2 separate regions of the Hordeum vulgare genome follow, and region 2 is linked to region 1. The links are chromatin contacts, called in public Hi-C maps. All regions are on one chromosome and are shown on one strand. Each heading gives the region's core, a stretch centred on a gene start, on an enhancer-like site or on the middle of the called end of the contact. The rest is flanking DNA. Distances are from core to core; before and after follow the strand shown.

Region 1 (3,701 bases), core at 270-2,769:
GGCGTGCTCCCCTCGGCGGCCTTCTGCGCCGCCTTCTTCGCCGCGAACGCCGGCATGCCCGTGACAAGGCGGAGGAGGACCACGCCCAGCGCATGCACGTCGCACTGCGGTGTCAGCTCCCCCGTTGCCAGGTACCGCGGATCCACATACGCCAGCGCCACCCCGCTGGGGAGCTGTGGCGGCACCACGAGACCAGGCATGCCGAGGCCGGCGAGCTTGCTGGAGGAGCACCGCTCGTCATCCAGGAGGATATTCGCTGGCCGGACGTCGCCATGCACTGTTGCCGTCGAGTGGAGGTAGGCCAGGGCGGAGCAGGTTCGGTACGCGACGCCGCATCGTGCGTGCCACGGCAGTGGCGGCGCCTTCCCTGCAAGACGGTCCTCCAAGCTCCCGCCCGGCACGAGCTCGTGCACCACGGCGCGCGCCTCCGGGCACGCGCCGACGAGCGAGACGATGTGCGGGTGCCTCGCCCTGGCGATGGCGTCCACTGCACGACCGAACCGCGCCTCGTCGACGGCGACGTCGGGGCAGATCATCTTGACGGCGACGCTCATGCCGCGGAGGCTCCCCCTGTACACGCGGCCGCGGCTGCCGGCACCGGCGCCTCCTATCATGGCGGACTCGTGGAAACGATCGGTCGCCTCCTCCAGCTCCGACAAACCAAGCCGCAAGAAACTCACATCTTGATTACCACCATCCACCGCAGGCATGGATTCTTCGTCAGCTGCAGGGTCTTCTCCTCGGCGCCCCCGCCTGAGCGCGTCGAGGACAGAGCACGACTCCGACATCCTGACATCGAGCTCGCTCATCACGCGCCCTGAGTCGGTGATCTGGAGCTCGAGCTCGGCGCTGCGGTCATCAACCGCCCGTATCTTCTCGAGAATGGCGTCGAGCTCCCGCCTTTCCTGCTCCATGGCCGCGCGCTCCCTCGTCAGACTCTCCTCCATCTCCTTCCGGCGCCTCGCCTCGCCATGGTACGAGCTCTCCGCCTCCCTGGCCTGCACCCATCAGAATCAAGACGAAGATCAAGAATCTGACGCGCTGATCGAAGCAAACCAGTTTCATCCCTTGTATCTAGAAACTTACCATCCTAGACGCGTCGGCCAGGTCTCGGTCAGCCTTCTGCCGCCGGCGAGTCTCTTCGTACGCCTCGTGCCTGAGGCTCCCGGCCTCCGTAATCGCGTCTTTGAGCTTCTCGTACAGAGCATCTTCCATGTCGCCAGCCTCCTCCTCCTGACAACAAAACCATCATACAAGAATGTCTCATACCATGCCGACACGATCACACGACCGTACCGTAGGCCGTAGCGCATGAAAATTTGTTGTTCAGATTTTTTTTTTAATCTTCTTTGAAATGCCTGCACATACCGAACCATCGTGCGAAGGTGTGGGTGGGTCTTCGTCGACATCTTGCAGTGAATGCACGACAGCCGACGACCCACCTTCAGCAGCTCCCTCATGGCCGAAATCCTCGACGCTGTGATCCTCGGCATTGTCGCTGTCGTCCCTGCTCGGAGTTCGGCGGAGCGACGCCGCCATCATCGGATCGCGCGAGTCGTGCTGCAGTCCGAACAGCTCGCCGTCACCGTCACAGTCACCGTGGAGCGTTAGGCGCGGCGGGGACGATTTCGATCTCGAGTAATCGGAGGCGACAGATCTTGGGCTGGTGCTAGCCGTGGATGGTTCTCCTCTGTTCAGCTCCTCGCTGACCTCCCTGAGTAAAGGCCAGATAAATGGCATTAACGACATGAACTTTAGATGTTTTATTTCCTAATAATATAATTTTTATATTAAACAATAGAATTTTTATATGTTAAATTAATGATCTAGGTACACGTGCGTGTCTTTTAAACTGTAACGGAGGTAGTACTTTCTATTATTAACGCTTTAGTATATGTAGTTGTCAGCTTTTCAAATTCGAGATTGCTATTTTTCATACATCCGGTATTTAACGACCGCACTAGTCCGACGATGTTTATTTTCAATCCAATGACGAGGGGTTGCATGGGATGTTTTAGGAGTAAATAAAAAAGTAAATTGCTAATTGATCTTAAGTGTGCATGCATGTATATAGAGACAAAAATGTTGTTGTCATCAAAGATTTCAACAAAATTTAAACTTCAAAATGTTGTGGAGCTCAAACCATTGCCTCGATTCAAAATCCGTTTTCACATAAAAAATCGTCTCGGCGAGACCTTCAAAACTAGCTCTCATGTTGATATGTTCCGACGATATTTTTTCTCGTCAAAAGTTACCACATCTCGGATACCTAAGTTATCACATCGGTGCTACATAAGTTATCATCGTGGTTGCACTGAAGTTAACGAGACATGAAATTTTTTCCTCCAACCTTTTTTATTAGTGACGAGATCTTGGAAACAAGATCTATTGTTGATGACCCACGTACATAGCATGTAATACATGCACAACATAGTTGATAACCCACGTACAAACAACACCGGGATTATTTTGACCTGATTTTTTTGTTGAAACATCTTCCAATAATGTTGTGTGAATAACATGGTAATTAAAGCATCGTGGACCTAATAACTTACATATAAACACCCTGATAACTCACACATCACAGACCTAATAATTTAGGTACCCGGTCCTGATAACTTTGGTGTGTGTGTGAGGGGGGGGGTGATCAAGTATCCCTAGGTAAACTTTGTGGCAATAGCATGATAACTCACATATCGAAGATCCGATAACTTATGCACCTCGGTTCTCGTACTTTTCGCGAGGGAAGGGTGATGAAATATACCCCGGTAACTTTTATGTGAATAGCATGGTAACTCACAAATTGTAGACCTGATAACTAATGTAACCTAGTCTTGATAAAATTGGTGACCGGGTGGGGTTGGCTGATGAAATGTATCCCCGGTAACTTTGTGTGTGAATAGCAAGATAACTCACACATCGCAGACTTGATAACTTATGTACGACAATCCTAGTAACTTTGGCGACGGTGGTGAGGAGGGGGGTTGTTGATGAAATATACCCCGACAAATATTTGTGTAAATAGCATGATAACTTACACATCGCAAACATGATAACTTATGTACCCCAGTCCTGGTAACTTTTGGCGGCGATGGTGATGGGTGGGGGAGGGCTGTTGGTGAAATATAACCCCCCGTACCCGGTCCTGATAACTTTGGCGTGTGTGTGTGATATGTCTCCATCGTATCTACTTTTCCAAACTCTTTTGCCCTTGTTTTGGACTCTAGTTTGCATGATTTGAATGGAACTAATCCGGACTGACGCTGTTTTCACCAGAATTGTCATGGTGCTGTTTTTGCGCAGAAATAAAATTTTCGGAATGACCTGGAATTTTACGAGGATTTTTTGTGGAATATATAAAAAATACTGGCGCAAGAATTACCTGGAGGGACGGAGCCAGGGGCCACAAGCCCAGGAGGCGCGGGCCACCCCCCTGGTCGCGCCTGGCAGGCTTGTGAGGCACTCGTGGCCTAGCCGCCTCCAACTCCAGCTCTATTAGTCTCTCTCACCCAAAAAAAATTAGGAGAGAAGAGTTCATCGCGTTTTACGACACGGAGCCGCCGCCACCACCAATTCTTCCTCTAGAGGGCAGATCTGGAGTCCGTTCCGGGCTCCGGAGAGGGGAAATCATCGCCGTCGTCATCACCAACCATCCTTCATCGCCTATTCCATGATGCTCTTCACCATTCGTGAGTAATCTC
Region 2 (3,861 bases), core at 439-2,938, 260 kb before region 1:
ATCAGAACTATCTACTCTAGCATGATACAAATCCATAGTGTTCATCACTATCATACTACTCTAGCTACATAGATCCAACATAAATAGCTCCTAAAACGTTAAAATGTAGCATCTGTTTACGGATCAATGCATGAATCAATCCTACCACATGCTTGTACATCTAACCCTATGACCACATCCTCTCCGATCTCGTTCGGACGAACAGTGAGAAAAAAAGGTGATTGAACTCACAGAGACCATGGCTGCAACTCGGGAGGGGGACGCGGGAGGGATCGGAGAAGTTGAGAAGGGGAGTCGTCGTCGCTGTGGACTGCCGGCCGATGAAGGAGCTTAGATTACCTCGTCGTCGGTGTATCGACACGTCAACGAAAAAGATCGAAAGGAAGAAGAAGGATGACGGGGCTTTGAACGATGAAAGGAAGGGGGCTAAATAGGGCCATCGATGAGAGGTGAGGTAAAATCCTTCTGTTGATTTTTTTGAGACGCACGCGAGCTGTATATTCGTGCGGTGCAGGGCAAACAAAAGAAATAGCCCGATTCCTAATCGTGAATCGTCAGACGTCGTGCGAGCGAGTGCCTCGATTATTATCTTGGACGTGGACACGCCAGCCCGCTGGCTACCGCGACGTGGAGGCGAAGCCGATAGATGCTTCCCCTGGTGGCTGCATGCCGTGTCAGCAACGCATTTGGTTATAGTATTAAAAAACAAAGCTATTTTCTGTGAAAAAGGTTTGGACAAACCATGGAAGCTGGGTTGAATTATTGCTGTGCGGCGCCGCTGTTGGTTCTAGTGCTCCTCCCGCGTGTCAATGCCACGCTCCGGCGTTCAACCACGTGCACAACATAGCCTAGCCCACATGACAGATGCGGATCTCGTCTTTATTCTGAGAAGATACACATGCGGATGCGACCGATGCTATACTTCCGAGTCAATGTTGGCTACCTCCGTCGATCTGTGCCTCTCGTCTCATCCGCTGGCCGCTGCCTTGCCTGAGGCGCATCATCCGGGACTGGCAGTGACATGCCCGATTCGCCGGCGTTTTCTGCGGATTTCCATGCCGAAACTCACGAAGAACCGAATCAATTCTGAAGAGGCTAGCAATGGAAGAAGATGGATGGAGTAGATGCACGAACTAAATTTTCGTATATTTACAACGGAAGAAGAAAAGTCGACTGGAACAGAGCATGTAAAGCAGCTAGATCGATCAACTAAGCTCTGGTTCCATGCACGCAGAGAGCATGAACAGGCATCGTACTATACTATGGCTCACACATACAGTATATATATAGCTCGCGCGCTCGCTCTCCTATGTATCTACGCCGGCGGGCCGGCCAGGCGAGGTGACTAGGCCCAGTCACCGACCGATATGGCGCTCCCGGAGCGCCGCAGTGGCGACAGCGAGCGGGAGGCCGGCCGCGAGGCCTCCTGCCCGTGCCCGGCCGCCGGCCTCGTCTCCAGCAGCTGCAGCTTCAGGAGGTGCCTCCGGGTCTCCTCGTCCTCCCGCTTGATCCTCCTCACCTGGCTGTGGATGAGCAGCACCTCCCGCTGCTCCTGCTCCTCCTCCTCCAGCCTCCTCCCCTCCATCGAAACAGACGGAAGCGATCTCACCATGGCGCACGCACGCACGCACGAGCTGAATTATTAATCTTCTGCACTGCAACTGCACGAACGTATTGGTGTTGGTGAAGCTCGCAGTCTCTTGGCGTGCCGACCGTGGTTTATATAGCGGTACGTATGGGGGTGGTGGGAGGCGACTAGGGTCTAGGGGTGGTTGTCGGGTGTGGGTTTGCTTGCGGGCCGATTTTGGCTGGAGAGCGACGGCGGCGGGCCGGAGACGTACGCGGGGTGGCTGCCTGCCGAGCGGAGCGGTCGCCGTTTCAACTGTTTTGGAAAGGCACGCCACGGCTGCTCCTTTTCTTTGTACACATGGATTAATCGTGCGGGCCATTTTGCTTTCGTTCACCAGCTTCCTTTCTGCTGGGAGAAGGAAAGAAAAGAAGAGAAAACGTGTGGAGTGGTCGCTGACTCGTCGAACGGATATGGTGGCGGCCCACTGTCAGTGACGAAAAAAGAGGCTCGTCAGCTTTCCGCGGTCACATTCTCTATCTCTATTATTATGCAGTCGGGCTCTACGCCCCTACCCTGATTAATTACTGATCAACTCAATCCAAAATTAGCGCGTGCCGTCTGAAACAAGCCGAAGAAACTAAACCAAGAACAATAATCGAAATGCTCATGAACCAAAACCGACGTTTCCTTTGCGAACAAACCCCTAATTAGATGGTTAGAAGAATTATGATATTTTCAGGTCATCAGAGTTCAAGTCCTCACGCTCGTATATATTTTTTAATTTATTTCAAAAAAAATTGGTGATGCACATTAGTGAAATAAGACGTTCCCGTCAACGACGAGGAGTTTACGATGGCTTCATAAATCTCAAGATGATATGATCGCTCAGCCTGACGAAAGTGCTCATAGAGGTAGGTGTACGTGTGTGCATTCATATTGATGAGTGTATATATGTGTATATGAACGCATGTGCCTGTACTGTGTTCAAAAAAAGTTTCCTTGTTGATTTCAAAGATATTTTTCCGCAAGCTCGAGTGAGCGCCACTTCTATGAACGTTTTCATTTCTCGAATTTCAGAGCAGAGTGGGTGATTGGATATGTCAAAACATCATTGATATTCACGAATTATGTGGGAAAAGCATTTCTTGTAGAATTTGTTATACCTATACTTTCATATTATATTAGAAGGGTTGAGCGCGCTCTGCTGCATCGTTGAACTTATTGGGATTCTTAAATTTCTTTACTCGTTCTATTTAGAAATATATGGTGTATTACTTTTTTGAAAAGTCAAACTTTTTTATGTTTGATCAAACTTGAAAAGAAATATATCAAAATTCATAATATGAAATGGATGTTATTAGATTCATCATAAAAGGAATTTTTAGTTTTTGTTTAATATTTTGGATGTCGATATTTTTGACTCTGAACCTGATCAAAGTTAAAGAAATTTGACTTTTCAAAAACTAATAACTCTTATATTCAAACTGGCGGAATATTTATTTTGACAGGTGGAGGAGATGATGGAGTGTGTTTTATGTTTATTTACAATGTGTTTATTTGGTAGGCATTTTGCGGTGTGATTTTGTGTTATCTGCTAATCAACCCATATTTATATGGGGATATTTTTTAATCGATGGTTGTATATACTATATTCGTGCTATAGTACCACATGGGTCGCAGTTTTTTCTGGGTGATGGGAGTCTGCGAAGGGTTGATTTGTTTTCGTAGGCTGGTTGTTGTTGATTGATTTGAAAAATCGTTTGCACGACCAAAACCGTAAACCAAATTCAAAATAGAATACCAATGAAAAAGCTTTAAATTTAGAAACATATAAAATTAAAATAATTAAATGGGAGAGCTCCTTGAAATATTGTGGACCGGGTTAAAATCAAATTGAAGCATCATTCAATTATGAAGATTTGATAATTAGGGATCATAGCGTATTGTACAAAAGATTAAATAAAAGATTTTTTAAAATTATAGATCCGATTAAAATTGGGTGATCAAATTTCAATTAAAGATCTTAGTTGATTTGAGGCCTTCAATCCTATAGAGATTAATGTATTAGATGATTCTTTATTTACACGGGACCTCAGAATAGTTGATGTTTCCTTTTGTCTTGTCTTGAGAGTCTCTAACTTAAGTTTAAATACTTAGCAGTCATTGGCATGTGGAACCATATGTCAGGGACCTAATGTCACGTGACTTAAGTTAGAGGATTTTTGTTTTTCTTAATAGAAATTATGTATCCTCTAGCTCTATTTATAAGTTGTAGTCTTTGCTGTTAGTTT

The links. A called contact is a pair of places that touch in the nucleus more often than the background predicts.
Region 2: a contact with region 1 is called in a Hi-C map of leaf, with 4 times the contacts expected there. The contact joins the promoter of LOC123396379 here to the enhancer-like site in region 1. A contact is called at or near these places in 2 of 6 Hi-C or Micro-C datasets (leaf and seedling).

Annotation. Positions count from the first base shown.
Region 1 is chr5H:423,485,864-423,489,564 of MorexV3_pseudomolecules_assembly, reverse strand. It overlaps LOC123399544 (U-box domain-containing protein 33-like), which reads right to left. Exons shown (of 8, transcript XM_045093947.1): 5 at 1,369-1,714; 6 at 1,087-1,233; 7 at 1-998. Among protein-coding and RNA genes, the nearest start is that of LOC123399544, 15 kb to the right of the region's middle. Within about 2 kb of position 1,519, at least 1 of the 3 cell types and tissues checked has open chromatin away from gene starts, as enhancers often do. A contact at or near this core is called in leaf, where this site is marked.
Region 2 is chr5H:423,746,981-423,750,841 of MorexV3_pseudomolecules_assembly, reverse strand. It overlaps LOC123396379, which reads right to left and starts at 1,688. Exons shown (of 1, transcript XM_045091331.1): 1 at 1,122-1,688. The coding sequence starts at 1,612. The coding sequence ends at 1,346.